Regions from separate parts of the Mus musculus genome. Here region 2 is linked to region 1. A link is a contact called in public HiChIP or PLAC-seq data. All regions are on one chromosome and are shown on one strand. The core of a region is the stretch at or near the end of the contact, and the rest is flanking DNA. Distances in the headings are between cores, read along the strand shown.

Region 1 (7,488 bases), core at 3,015-5,514:
GAAGAAGAAGAAGAAGAAGAAAATGGTTGTTTTCACCCTGTTAGTCCTTACTCCTAAATAATAAACTTCTTTAATGTATTTTGTTATGCCATCTTTCTCCTTCTTAATGATAGGGGAACCCAGACCATAGAACCATGCTCCATCCATTGAGGGTGGGTATTTCCACTCCAGCTACCTAATTTAGACTTCCCTCACAGTCATGTCTGGAAATCCATTTCCTAGGTGATATGAGATCCTGTCAAATTGACAGTATTAACCATGACCGTGGGTGAAACCCAGACAATTTTGAGAAAATGGTGTGACACCTTCTTGTCCCTGCTTTACTGCAGGTTACAACCTTACCAGTTATTAAGGGGTCTTCAAAGGGGCCACCAAGGTAGGAAGAGGAAAGGAAGGATTTATAGGTTGGCGAGCAAAAATTTATACTCAGGAGCAACAAAGAAAGGAAACCAGATAGTTTGGAATACGGTGTATGATGGTCCCTTTGACTGTTAACTTGGCACAATGTAGAATCTCCTAGAAAGAGAATCCTAATGAAAGACAGTCTAGATTAGGATAGTCTATGGGCATGCCTGGGAAGAAGTGTTTAGACTAGGGAGCAGGCAGACTACGAGTGAGAAGCAACCTTCCCTGGGTTTGGACTAGAAAGGAGAAGGCAAGCTGAGAGCCTATAAACATGGGTGCTCTCCTTTTCCTTTTTATAATGTGTGTGTGTGTGTGTGTGTGCCTGTGTGGGCATGTGCATGTATGTGTGTGTGTGTGTGTGCACAGTGCTTGCAGAGGCCAAGATGTCAGATCTCCGTGGAGCTGTAGTTACAGGCAAGCTGCCACGTCATTGTGGTTCAGGGAACTGGACTCAGGTCTTCTGGATGAGCGGGAAGAGCTCTAAGTCTCTGGGCCATCTCTCTAGCCCCATCTCTTTCTGCTTAAAAAAGAAAATCTTTGTTGCTGTTGTTGTTTTGTTCAGTTATTTTTGAGATGGAGTCTGTAATCTTGGCTGCCCTGGAACCCTTTATGAAGACCATGCTGGTCTTGAATACACAGATCCATGTGTCTCTGCTTCCTGAGCGATGGGATTAAAGGCGTGAGCCACCACACCCAATCTTTCTGCTTCTTGACTGTGATCTGCTTCAAGTTCCTGCTGCCCCGACTTCCCCGCAGTCATGGTCTGCCACATGGAATTTCAAGCTGAAATAAACTTCATCTTCCCTAAGTTGTTTTGTCAGGGTATTTTATCACCACCACAGGAAAGAAGCTAGGATAGGTGGAGAGGCAGTTCTGAAGGATTTGGGTAAGAAAGTGTGGAGTAGTTTGTGAGCACTGGAGAATTCACAAAGGCAGTCTGTCAAGCTTGCTTGAAGTTATAAGTAAGATTTCCTAATGTCCTTACAGGCTCAGGAGAAAACACTGGGTTTGCTTTCCCCAACCCCCACGGTATTTTGAGAGCTTGTTGCTCTGGGTTTAAGACAGATGGGAGTTCTCAGGGTTGGATCCTTATTGTGAGCTACTGATGTAGTCCTTCCTCAATTACAGAGCAACTAAGTAGATTAAGAGCAAGGAAACCTTTCAAGACCGACATTAAATCGGGAGGTATTGGTTCTGCCCCTTCTGAGAAGCGAACTATTCAATAAAACAGCTGTCCTCCCCGACACCAAACTATGCTCTTATGTTCTGCAATAGAGCACCAGCATCTACCTATATCTTTCCTGCCTTCCAGGAGAGAATGAGGTGTCTTTTTTTTTTTTTTTTAAGATTTATTTATTATGTATACAGTGTTCTGCCTGCAGAAGAGGGCACCAGATCTCATTATAGATGGTTGTGAGCCACCATGAGGTTGCTGGGAATTGAACTTAGGACCTCTGGAAGAGCAGACAATGCTCTTAACCTCTGATCTATCTCTCCAGCCCTGGGAGGTGTCTTTAATAGCTCAGATGTGCAGTGTCTTCAAGCGTGATGATTTTCCCATTGAGTTAGCTAAGAGGAGTTGAATAGCAATGCTATCCTGTAGGAAGAAACCTAGGTCAAGGAAGGCAATCTGGCTTCCTGATAAGCTGCAGTTGTGAGCGTGTAAAATATTCTGGACAGCTGTTTTACATCACCAAGAGCTCTGTGGTTCGGCATTTCTCAGGGAGCCCTTCCACAGGTGCGTCGTGTGCTCTCAGGAGCGACTCTCTCCACTTGTCTACCGAATGCAGTTCTGTTAGGTACCCAGACAGCTGGGTGTGGTGACCGGAGTTTGGTCCCACCCCTGGAAAGGATTGGGCAGGAGGATTCTGCATTCCAAAGCAGCCAAGGCTACTATACTAGATCGGAACATATACGGGAATAAAACAGAGCCCCGCGGAAGTTTAGGTGAAAGGGTTTAGAGATGCTAAGTGAGCAATCATGCAAATGAGCGGCTTCAAAGATCCTTCCTGGGATAAGGGAACAGCTGGGGTCTAAAGAAAGCCCGGCTAGGGAGCCCTGATGGCTATTAGGTCTAAGGGTGGATGGAGTTGGCTTTCATCCTCGAAGGGCGAGATAACAGAAACGTCCCCTCCTGCCCCAGAAGAAGGGCTCACTTTGGCTGGGTGCTACACTTGGGCGGGAAGACCTCGTGTGAGGTCTCTTGCAGTCTCAAGTCTAAAAGGACCCTAGGAACTTAGGGAACCTTTGGAGCTTTATTGTAAAAGTGGTTGGAAGCAGGCAGGGATTTTTGTCTGAGTGAGATTGCTGGCTGCAGACTGTAGAATTCATTCCAAGTGGCTTGTTTGTTTGTTTGTTTTGAAGCATGCAATATGATCATTTCTTCAAGTAAAATGTTTCATAATTTGTGCTGTCCGAATGACATCTAAGCTTTCTGTCTTAGGTTATTAAGTAGCTTACTGTACCCGAGTTAGCACCCAGTTTGCTTCTGGTGAGGGGGAGTTCTGCGTAGTCTGTGTGGAGAAATGGAGGCGCAAGTGGCCATGTGAAAAGGGGTGCTGTCTAAACTTTGAAGAAATTAATTAAGCTTGATTGTGTGTGTGTGTGTGTGTGTGTTTATGCGTGCGCGTGAGACTTGATGGTATCCTAGCTTCCCCTGTGGACTACAGGAATGGCTTCTGATCCTAGATGGGGCTGTGTCCCATCCTCTTCTGTAGGTTTGTTGGCCAATTGCACACGTAGGTGACAAAGACTCCCCCAGCTATGAATATACATGCTCCCATCTAAGTCAGAGCAAGCCTCTCTTTCCACCTCCCATCTCTCTACCTTTAAATACTTGAATAGTGCTGCTTTGGAGATTAAAGGGCAAACTGCAGGGTTCTCTTCTACAAGGCAGAGCCTGGGAATCAAACTCAGTTTGTCAGCCTTGGTGACAAGTGCCTTTACCTTCTGAGCCATGCACCCATATCTTAAACTATTGCTGCTTTTCTAGATCTCCTCCCCTTTTAAAATAATTGGCTTTGAGACAGGATCCAGCTTATCTTAAATTTAATATATAGCTGAAGATGGCTATGAGTTTTCAAACTTCTCATTTTCTTGCCACCACTTGGAATTGCATGTCTGCTACCACCTGGGATTACAGGTGCGTGCCAACCTTGCTTGGTTTATGCAGTGCTGGGGGTTGAACTCAGGGCTTTGTACATGTTAGACAAGTAGTCTACAGTGGACCTATATCCCCAGTCTGCCTTTGGTTTTTGAGATAGAGACTTCATCTAGCCCAGGCTGGCTTCTGAGTCCTGGGACTATTGCAAGCCCGTCTTTGATTCATACTTCCCTCTGGCCGTGTTCTTCTCTTCCCACCACATTTTGCTGTACTGGCCGAGGGCCTTTCATGCGTCTTCACTTCAAATCAAGCCAGTAAATAGCTCTCAGTGATGGGCAGTGCGATTCCACATGCATGCACCCTTACACAGTATAGCAGATAAGTGTTAGGAGGAAAAGTATTTCCACACTCAGTTCAGAAATTACTTTTAATCAGAGAACTCCATAATTTAGGGTTTTGCATTCTGCCTGTCGTTTCCAAAATTCAGTCCAGGGATGCGGCTTGCTGGGTAGAATGGTTGCCCAGCGTTCACAAAACCCTCTCTGGGTTTAGAACCCAGGACTAAGCTGGTGGCACGATGGTGCATGCCTGCAATCTCAGCTCTCAGTGGCAGAAGCCAGAGGATCTGAGTTCGAGGTCGACCTCTGACATGCAGGCCATTCCAAGCCAGTCTGGTGCAAATGAGACGATCTCAAATCAACAAAGTTAACAGAATACCTGGCTAACCTTCATCTCTTACCTTGTACTGCCATCCTGTGGCCATTTTATTTTCTAGCCTAAAAAGAAAGGAAACCCTGTTTTCTATTTCCATCACACACAATAGCCCCGGGTTGTCACTAAACACAGGACTACATATATACTGTACTAAACACAGTACACAGATATCGCGGTACTACCAACATGTCCCGCCACATGGAGTGGAGTCCACCATGCCATTTATGTTCTGAGTGAGACAGGCTTTCCCAGGACTCTGCTCTTCAGGCTCCCCTCCTCTCTACCTTGGAATCTCTTGGCGGCTTCTGCAGGACTTCTCTGTACTAGCGTCGGCGACATCTTGGTTCTCTCTTGGGTGCTCAGAAATACTTTCTGCTGGAAGCCTGGGTTTGTCTTTCTTTTGTACGTTGTCCCGTTGGCCTATCTTCTGAACTTCTGCTAAACCCCAGAGCTCTCTTAGTGACTTGACAAGACAGGCAGGGTGCCTGGAAAAGAATGTGCTCAGGCATATCCTGGCTGTGACCACACATGGTTTAGCTTCTCTAGAGAAATGACTGCACAGAAGGTTAAATGTAAGGTAGCCAATGGTTTTCTGCTGGTTCTGGGATTCCTTGCACAGAGCTTGTCTCCTCTGTGACTAGGAGGCAGTCAGTGGGCACATTCCAGGAGAGCAATCTTTGTTCTTGTTTTTGGTATCCAAGACCTCTAGGGTTTAAGGTCCAGTCCTGGAAAATAATAACAGTGATAGTGGTTACTATCTGCAGAGTCCTGGTATGTCTCTGTCCTATCTAACATTACTCACAATTTCTTTTCTTTTCTTTTCTTTTCTTTTCTTTTCTTTTCTTTTCTTTTCTTTTCTTTTCTTTTCTTTCATCTTCTCTTTCTTTCTTTCTTTCTTTCTTTCTTTCTTTCTTTCTTTCTTTCTTCCTTTCTTTCTTTTGACAAGGTTTCTCTGTATAGCCTGGCTGTCCTGGAACTCACTTTGTAGACCAGGCTGGCCTTGAACTCAGAAATCCGCCTGCCTCTGCCTCCTGAGAGCTTAAAGTCGTGTGCTACCACGCCCAGCTTTTTTTTTTTTTTTTTTACAATTTCAAGACCATGAGGTGAGAATATGATTGTTTTTGTTTTACAAGTAATGAAAGTTCTTAGTCACAGAGTAATGATCCTTCTTGTCTAAGGTGGCTCAGCCTGGAATTGGGTTGCTGAAAATGACTTCGCATCCCTGATATCCTTGAATGAACTTCAGTCTGTGTCTCAGTATAAGCCTTTCCTTATAGCCCAGTATCTTTGAACTTCTCAGCCTAGGGTGTTCCTTCTAGGACGAGAAGGGACTGAAGAGTCAGTGCCCATTGTTTATAGATCCTCAGTGTACTATCTTCGTACGCAATATCCATGCTCCAATAAACACCAGTGTTCATTCTGAAAGGTAATTGCAAGCATTAACAACTTCCAGTGTTCCAGCATTATCTCTAGGATAACTTGCAGCTCTGAACAATGCTTTAGAAAGACCTCCCTAGCAGCGTGCTCGGGAGCCATTCCTGTTCCATTAATGCCAATGACTGCATTTGCTCTGAGCACTGTAAGCGACTCTGCTGCAGACTTCAAGACTGCTGCAAAGATGCATTTTTGACACTGACGACTTTGATGGCAGCCCAGCTCTAGCATCAACATTAACAAGGAGATTTATTTACTTTTATTTTTGGCTGTGCATATCTATGTGTACCTCACATACCTGGCACCTGGGAAGGCCAGAAGAGAGCATTGAATCCCCTGTAACTGGAGTTACAGCCAGTTGTGAGCCATCACGTATGTACTGAGAACAGGACAAGGTCCTTTGCAAGAGGAGCAAATGCTCTTAACCACTGAGCCATCTCTCCAGGTTTCATCAGTTTGATCTTAAAGAAAACCTTTGACACGGTGAGGCCAATTTCCCCCAAATACTTATATATCGTAGCTATCGTATTCCTTCTTAGACAAACTGCCACACACACATTCTTTTCTTATGTGTGATGTAGCTTACTTCATAGTGCTGAAGCAATTCTTCCCGTGCATAATAAAATAACAGCCTTGGATTACACATCTGTGTGATGCATGATTTTAACCACACAATAATGATTAATACTCTGGCATGTTTAGTACCTACTGAACATGTTTTCCAGTGCTTTCCATGCCTGCCTCATTGAATCTTCATAGCCCTTTAAGAGTTTACCATAATTGTCAGCAAAGATAGCACATACTACAAGGGGTGCATGGGAAGTAACGAAAGGAGCACGGAGAGGTAAACCAGTTGTCTCATTCATGTAGTATGGAACCAGCAGACTTGCTATATGTAATATAGAATATTTTCAAAACTTTATACCCTAAATCTAAGACATCAAAGACAAAGAGAAAGGAATAAATACAATCTTCATCTCTCACTCTGTGCCTGTTTTGATCAGCTGTGTGTGAGCTGAACATTTTTCTCTATCAGATTACTTCCTGGCCCTCACCTTGACGGGAGACAATGGAGGTGCTGGCAGCAAAGGCTGGTATGAAATCCATGGTTAGGTGTCAGAACTCCTAGAGTCCTGGTTATCAGAGCTCCTCCGGACACACAGCCCTCACCCACCGCCCCTTCCCAGCCTGTAGGGCTGGGATGTGTCATCAGAGTATGTTTGTTCTTGGCACAGCACCGCTCACTGCTCTCTAGAGCCAGCTTTATTCCCTCGTCACCCTGTCACATTTGATTGTAGTAATTTAGCTCCATTCAAGTCTGGCCTCAAATTCATGACCATCCTGTACCAGCATCCCCAGGGCATGTGCTAGGCTATGTCTGTTGCTCTAAGCCTTTGATAGAGTATAATTGCTATGATGACTGTTACTACTTTTGTGCTGGGATTGAACTCAGGGCCTTCTTCAGGCAGTGGCAGACCATCTACCATTGAGCTGCAGCCTTATCTCTGCTCCTGACTGTTGTTTGAATATTATCTGGCTTCAATGCCTGGCTTTCAGCTTCTCTCTAGGTCTCTGTTATGGGTTTGTGGTTGTGGGAAAGGCTAGTGTTGTGGTTAAGACAGAAGACACCGGAATCAAGCTTGGGGGCTTGCTTCCTAGACCTGTCATTTATCATCATCTGCCCTTTGGCAAAGCTCAGCAGACTCTCTAAAGACTCACTTCCTTATCTGTGAAAAGCAAATGGGAATCACGTGACTCTAGCAGGGCAAATCTGTGTGTAACAGTGACTGGCAGCTGGGTCCTTCATTCATTTCCATAACAAGCATCTCTTG
Region 2 (7,488 bases), core at 2,887-5,386, 440 kb before region 1:
AGATATTTAAAAGGAAGTCAGTCTTACAACAATGGCTTTCTCTGTGTAAATGACACCGGTTTCCATGTTTCTGTGTTCCAAGCCCCTTTCTTACCTTAACACGGACTTCCTTAGCCTTTGGTGGGGCCACCTCGATTTCCTCAATGGAGAAAGGCTGGTTCACTCCCCATAGGACAGCCGCTTTGCACTTAATAACCTAAGAACCCAAACATGGTTATTGGAGCTAATCATGCATGCAAACTGCCTGAGTCATAATAATATTCTCAGAGAATCATGCCTAACATTCTGATTTTCTAAGAATGCTTCCCTTCCATTACAGAACTTAAAGCCCTACAAATCATCTTGTGTGGACCCTTTTCTGATGAAATGGTCTGAGAAATCAGCCCAGAGACATGGAATGACAGACCCAAGAGCACACAGCACATGTGGTCAGGGCTGGGATCCACACGGTCTTTAATAAACTCGTCTATTGGTATGATTTCAAATGCAATAGATAAGTACACCTGTCATCTTCTTAACAAAGGACAAGTCTGTTACCCAGGAAACACAGCGATCCGTCTGTGAGAATGTAATCCGGTCTTTAATGACATCTGCAGCCACGTGGCAATGGTGACGCAATGAGATGACCCACGGGAAGACATGGGCTGTCACCGTGGTGAAGCCTGAGGACTGTGACTGTGCTGCAGGAGTGTCACCTGTGTCTTTGCATCTCCTCACCGTAGTTTAAACCTAGCTCAAGTCAGACCTGCTTACCTTGTACAGACAGTATCTACCCAGCAATTGACCGCCAGGCACTTCTGCTAACTGCTTTTAGTAAAATTGTCTAATTCTAATGTGTGTTAGAGGGGGCGAGGGGGCGAGGGGGCAAGGGGGCGAGGGGGCGAGGGAGAGGGCGAGGGAGAGGGAGAGGGAGTCTGTAAGTTGGTTTCTGACTTCCACACAGTGGAACACAGGCACCTATAGTCACTCAAATATGCACATGCATGGCAAATACACAGGCACACACACACACATGCACACACACACACATGCACGTGCACACACATGTGCATGCGTGGTGGGGAAGGAGAGAGAGTGAGAGCATACGGATAAAAATAAAACAAAATGTAAAATACCCATTGTGTCCTGATTCACAACACATTATTCCTCAACTTCTTGGCCAACTCATGCAAGCCCCTTCAGATGCCTCAGTGCCTTTCTCAAGAGACTACATGTAAGAAAGTTGCTAGGGACAGTGACAGAGAGCACAGAGTAACTTTTATATTTAACAATGGTAGAAAAAAATACCATAGAGGAAACAATTGCTCCTCAGAGGCCATTATCCTGCCCTCTCATCCTGCTGTGTAACTCAGGCTTTAGGCTGGCCCCAAACTTAACAATCCTCCTGTCTCAAGCTCCTGCGTGCTGGGAATACAGCATGTACAATGATCTCCATGTGTTGAATGCTGATGGACAGCAGGCTGTCTCAGCAGAACACAGAGGTGCTCTGAGAGAATGCTTAACGTAAAATGGTAAAAGTCGCTTTCTGTCTGGCACACAGAGAGCTTAATCAAATGTATAAAGGAAGTATCAAGGTCTCCAATCACTGATCTGCCCACCTAACTGCTCCTCTATCCCAGGAGATTCGCATGGAGGACTTAAGCCAAATACATATATGTACAAATTTATATTTTGTGGTATGTTTCTTTTTGGTCTTAAGAACATTTTTAAGAGAGCAGAAATAACAAGCTATAGTTCTCTGTTTGTCGAGTTAATAATGACTTTTTACTGAACAAGAATGCCTGATTTTGTCTAAGCAGTAAGATGGGCAATCCTACTCAGGTTTACCTCTTTGGAAGGCGATCTGCTCAGTACATCAAGACACAAGCATGTATTGACACTTTTACCCCACAGTTCGGGGAGAACAAATTGTAGGAAAAAAAAAAAACAATATGCTTCAGAGGTCATCTCAGGACTATAAGGGAAATATGTAAACAAGAGCAGAGGAAACTGACCTAAACCTACACATCAGTGTAAGATACTGAACAGCTCAGTGGTTAAGAGCACTGACTGTTCTTCCAGAGGTCCTGAGTTCAATTCCCAGCAACCACATGGTGGCTCACGACCATCTGCAATGGAATCTGATGCCTTCTTCTGGTGTGTCTGATGACAGCGACAGTGTGAACTTACATAAATAAAACAAATAAGCCTTTTTAAAAAGATGGAAAATTAGGTCAAAGATATTTGTGTGTTATATGAGTAGAGCACATAAAATATGGTTGAGGAATATATAAGGAAACAAGCCAGGCAAAAACAGTCAGTGCTAGTTTGATAATATGAGAACATGCTTGATTTCCTCCATATATTGTTTATCCTGATTCTCTAGAATAAACATTGTACTAGCCCAAAGTCGTCATTATATTTGTGTGTTGGAGCTCTAATGCTCAGTACCTCAGAATCTGAGGGTAAACAATTGCGGACTGGGTCTTTTCACATTGCAATCGAGTTACAATGTGGTCACTGAAGTTAGACAGAGCAGTCCTGTAGGCTATTTCCACAGTGAGGTTAAGGGACGGGAAGACACAAGCAGAGTACTCCTAAGCAAAGGAAAGGGCTCCTAAAGGAACCAATCTTGTCCACACTCTGTTCCCAGGATCCCAGCTTCCAGATGTATGAGCAAATAAATCCTTGTTCTTTATGCCGCACAGTCCTGGTACTTTGTTAATGGCATCTTTAGCAAACTATCATAATCATTTTTTTTTTAATGAAACATCAGAAAATTAACAGGAGGAGTCCTGATATTAAGGGAACCTCTCTTCCTGAGATGCATGGAAATAGAAGGACAGTTTGGGGACCACATCACCCACCTTGAACTACCCCTCTGTATACCATCACCAAGTCAACATTTTAAATCTGTTGTGCTATTTGTCATGTGTGCTGGATTCCTGATCATAGCTAGGAGTTCCTGAATTCCCGGTTACTGGAAATGTTCGATCAGTGGCTGGGCATTCTCATGACGGAGGCCACAGAAAGGCTTGTGTGGAGTTGAAAGTGTTCTAAGATTCATGCCAGCTCTCTGCCACTTATTTCTAAGGGCAGTGTTCCTGACTTCCACAGTGCAAAGTTAATTCTGATTATTGGTCTTTACTGGATTTCTGATTCAAACTAAGATGTTTCCATTCCATTTCTCTTCAATTGCGGGGAAAGTTATTTCAGGTTCTAGCGTTCAGACCTCGTCTCTCATGCTTCCCAGACTTCAAACATCATTTTTAGCTTCCTAAAATTCTAAGGTAGACTAAATGAAGTTGTTTAAAAGTAATGCCAAAAACAGTACCCCACATCTCAAGCGGTTACACACGCGTTTAAAGCAGGAACCCGATCAACCCAATCTGCAAGAGGGGGAAAAAAAGCCAGCCTTGTTTTCTGAGTTCCTGTCACTGTTCTGGCCCTGTCATCTTCTGAAGGAATAAACACGCTTTATCCACCACACGGTCCTATTTTCCAAGAGTGTTTGCAATTGTACTGTGATATAAAACATGTCCTCAGAAACTCGGAACATGCGGTTTCTTTGTTGTTGACTTTGCATTCCTGAATTCACTTTTTCCATTCTCAACAGTAGGGCACGATCCCCCAACACAGGAGATCCTGGACCCTTTAGACTCTAGAAAGGGATTGGGGAGATACCACTGACCCTGTTGAAGTCTCCTTATGGAAACAGTTTGCTATCCAGAGCAAATGACTGGCTAGCTGGAAACTAAATTATGAATAATGCCCATAGAAATCCCAGTTCTCTACTTCCCTTCCCTGCTTTCTGGGAGAACGTTCAGCATGTGGTTTTCAATTGAATCCTGCTGCGATTGGTATTCTGATGCAATTTACCCACATCTCCCCAACGTGTGTTACTTAACAGCCTTGCCTTCCTCGAGAAATAGTATTTAGTTTCTCTCCAGGATTCAGATCTCTCAGAAGCAACCCCCATTATTAGCTCAAGAGACTGAACAAGCTGAAACGTTTCCCTTACTTTTCCAGCGGTGCCCATCCTGCCTCTCCTGGGTGTGTGGCCTGCAAACAGGAACGTCTTCTGACTGAGGCACGGTTCACTCTTCTATGGGTACCAGCATCTTCGGCCTTCAATAAATAGCGTGACTTGGAAGTTCTGCTTGCCTTTGGCAACATGACTCATAGCCTTAGAATTTTCCCAACCCAAGAAGCTCCACCCTCCTGCAAGTCAAGTGGTGAAAAGAAATACAATACACATTATGATTAGACAAAAATAAGAAGCTAACAAACATTGGATAATCAAGTCTACTATGAAGGGCCAGAAAACACCCTTACCCATTTTATTTTAGAGAATATAAAAACAGGTCGTGTTAGTTCAGCTCTGTCCAATTGATACAGAGTGCATTGCATGCCTTCTACGTGCAAGCTGTTCTGTCAGGTAGCTGACTTTAGCTATGTGGTTAGGCATTTGTATTTGCACTCCATTTGCACTCGATATAGCTTGTAGAAAGTGTGGTTAAATATAAATGAGGGTTGTGGTATGACTCCATAGTAGAGCACATGACTTGATCCGGTCTCCGTTCTTAGCAACATACACATACAATTGTATATCATGTACGTATGTTGTGTTATTTGTCACACACACTGCATTCTTCATTATAGTTAGGAGCAGTTGCCTCAAGTCCCTGAATTCTCCATCACTGGGAATATATGTTTGTATGTATGTATAGTAGATGCAAGAAAATGTATAAAACCAGTAATGGCGATGGAGATGGGAAATTAACTATAACTTGTCTTTGCTCTCAGGAAACCTGTCATTTGGCTCAAGATCACATTATTTACCCACAGAATTGCTTACTGCTTACGCACATTGGTATCCAGAAGGACCGAGAGGGAATCAGAATCCTGCTATACAAAGAGGCTCTTGCATTCCTAAAGGAATCTACTTGGGCAAGCATTTAGCTGTTCCATCATTCCAAGCCACTGTTGTCCAGTAGGCAGCAGCATCAGACCCTTCTGGATCTGCTTTTGCCTTTGAGAGGAAGAGGTATTTATGTGACAGTGGCTAGCTGTCACATTGGTACACTACTGCCTCCAACAAACCCTCCATACAGTGACAAAATTTCACTCCTGCGGGGTGACACAGTGAGGCAGGTTTTCTGTCTTTAGACAAAACTCTTCAATCCTGAAATATAGAATAAGGGCTCTTACCAACCCGGAAGATATTTGCCAGAGTTTGTTGTTCAGCTACTTACACATTGACAAACTCCTCTGAATAACGGAAAACATGTCCACAGGTCTCTCGGCATAATGCAGTAGGTGCTGTAAGTCCGATTTCACACATATTTATATCTAATTCAGAAGTGGTAATTATAATCAGTGAGTCTACTGCACTGGCCAAAGTAAACCCAGTAGGTAAAAGCATTGCCAGTGGACCAGGCTCGTATGCAAGCGGTGTTGTTTTGGCAGCAATGGTGGAGAACCGCAGCTCTTGTTGTAGGCACCGCGGACAAGAGATAGGCAGGTACGGACAGACAGACATTCTGAATCTCAACCATCAAAGACCAAGCCCAGACTCAGCAACAAAAGCTTGTTTTCCTCAGAACAGAGGCAAAAGAACTAACAAGGGTGGAGCTGGCTCCAAGGCAGCAGAGAGCCAACACGGGTGGGGCTGGCACAAAGGAAAAGTTTCTCAGTTGATAAACTCCTTAAGGGTTTTGCAAGACTTCATAACATATTAGTCTGAAAAGTAAACTATTCTCATGTTAATCTGCCAGGTGATGTTAAATAAGGTCTTAATGTTACCAATCCATCTCTCCCCAGAATCGACTAGCTAAAAAAATGTCAAAAGCTGAAAGTTGGGAAGTACCCAATTAAAAAATTATTATGCGGGGGTGGGGGTGGGGGGTGGGGGGGGTGGGAGACTTGGAATCCAGGAAGAGCTGAAAGGAAGGAAAAGACAGCCGGCTATGATCAAAATGTATTGTGTGTGTGTGTGAAATTCTCAGAGAATAAATACAAATGCTATATGGAAAAGCACACTAAAAATGCACAGCTTGAAGTCTCCAGGGTAAGGCATCAGATTACAAGCTTCCTCCTCCAAACAAAGCAATGAATGAGAAAAGTCAAATGGCAAACGATGGAAGGTGATGCTTTTCGGAACAGGGAGAGGCTGGGAACAAGGGCTAGCACAAAGGATGTAAGATGAAAGCCTAAGTAGGGAAAAACAGCAGAACGCACAGCAAAGGAATGGGCAGCACATGGCTAATCCCTGGCTCTGGACCAGGCAGATGCCTCATCTAAAGATAAATGACCGACAGTCGCCTCAGGCCTGAGTACAGAAGAGAACACTGTGCGGCAGGGAGTGACTCCGCTTGGTGGTACAGCTGTGCAGAGGAGCCACAGTTGTCACACTCAGTGTCTTACAGGGTAGCGCCAGGTGCCATCCTGGGAGGTAAGGCTGAGAAGTAAGTTTAAAACTGTGATTGTTCACGAGACAAAGACAGATCTTGAATGAATAGGCTAATGACTCACGGCCAGCCTTAGGAAGGGAGTATAAGCTAAACCTAGAGGAACTGGACAAATCAGTGAACTAGAAACTCAAGCGACAATGGAGACAAAGACACAAATAAAACTTTGCATCTTTGAAAAGATAAAGATCAAATAGTCCTTAGCCAAACTAGCCAAATAAAAGAGAAGACCAAATTAATGAAATAAAAAAAAAAAAAGACAGAAGAACAGACATGAGGCAATCATGGGAAAAAATACTTAACCATCCTATATTCAAAGAGCTGGAAAGTCTAGAAGAAATGAATAAATTCAGAGACTCATATAACACGCAAAATTTGTATTAAGTAGATATAAACAACTGTTCTTCAATGAACAAAACTATTGATATAATAACCGATAACCGTCTTCCAACAAGGAAACCTCAGGGCAGTAGGATTCCCTGTTGAACTCCATAACTCCTTTAAAAAGCGCTAACAATGGTACTTTTCAAATAACTCCATATAATCAGAAGGAACACACCAGACTCATCCTGTCAAGACTGTTACCCTGATACCAAAGTCAGATAAGGATAAAATAACAGAAACACGATAGACCACTTCCCTGATGGAGGTTGATGCAAAAATCTTGAATAAAAGGCTTATAGACCGTTGGAGTGCAGGAATTGCTCCACAAACCACACAAACACTGGTCTCAGTCAGATAGGGATGGTTTATTGAGCATACGCCCCAGGACTGGTCAACCAGGGCAATGGTTCAGATTCAGGAACTGAACCATGACCCTGAATTAAAATCCTACAGGGGTTTTAAGCCCCAAATCCACAAACATTTGTGTCATGTTATTATGCCAACCAGGATTTAGGGATAAAGGATTCCATAGGAACGTCTTTGTTGTACACTTATCCTGCTCCCATTGGTTTGGGGTATTCCAAGGTGACAGGCAACATGCCTTGTCTAACATTCATGTATGAACTTGCCAGTGGTGATGTCAGTTAAACACTTA

The links. HiChIP or PLAC-seq counts read pairs in DNA pulled down with a chosen protein or histone mark.
Region 2: a contact with region 1 is called in an H3K27ac HiChIP or PLAC-seq map of embryonic stem cells, with 4 times the contacts expected there. The contact joins the promoter of Adh7 here to the enhancer-like site in region 1. A contact is called at or near these places in 3 of 39 promoter capture datasets (cranial neural crest, embryonic stem cells and stem cell-derived epiblast-like cells), 1 of 15 datasets of contacts at CTCF or cohesin (embryonic stem cells), 2 of 484 Hi-C or Micro-C datasets (both in embryonic stem cells), 4 of 115 datasets of contacts at active chromatin or transcription factors (embryonic stem cells and pancreatic cancer cells) and 2 of 9 other capture datasets (embryonic stem cells and liver).

Annotation. Positions count from the first base shown.
Region 1 is chr3:137,775,132-137,782,619 of GRCm38.p6, reverse strand. No RefSeq gene overlaps it. Among named protein-coding and RNA genes, the nearest start is that of Mir6380, 4.7 kb to the left of the region's middle. Within about 2 kb of position 4,264, at least 5 of the 459 cell types and tissues checked have an H3K27ac peak or open chromatin away from gene starts, as enhancers often do. A contact at or near this core is called in embryonic stem cells, where this site is marked.
Region 2 is chr3:138,214,421-138,221,908 of GRCm38.p6, reverse strand. Adh7 (alcohol dehydrogenase 7 (class IV), mu or sigma polypeptide) reads right to left here and starts at 4,136. Exons shown (of 9, transcript NM_009626.4): 1 at 4,001-4,136; 2 at 95-196. The coding sequence starts at 4,018. All of the region lies in intron 2 of 0610031O16Rik (RIKEN cDNA 0610031O16 gene), which reads left to right.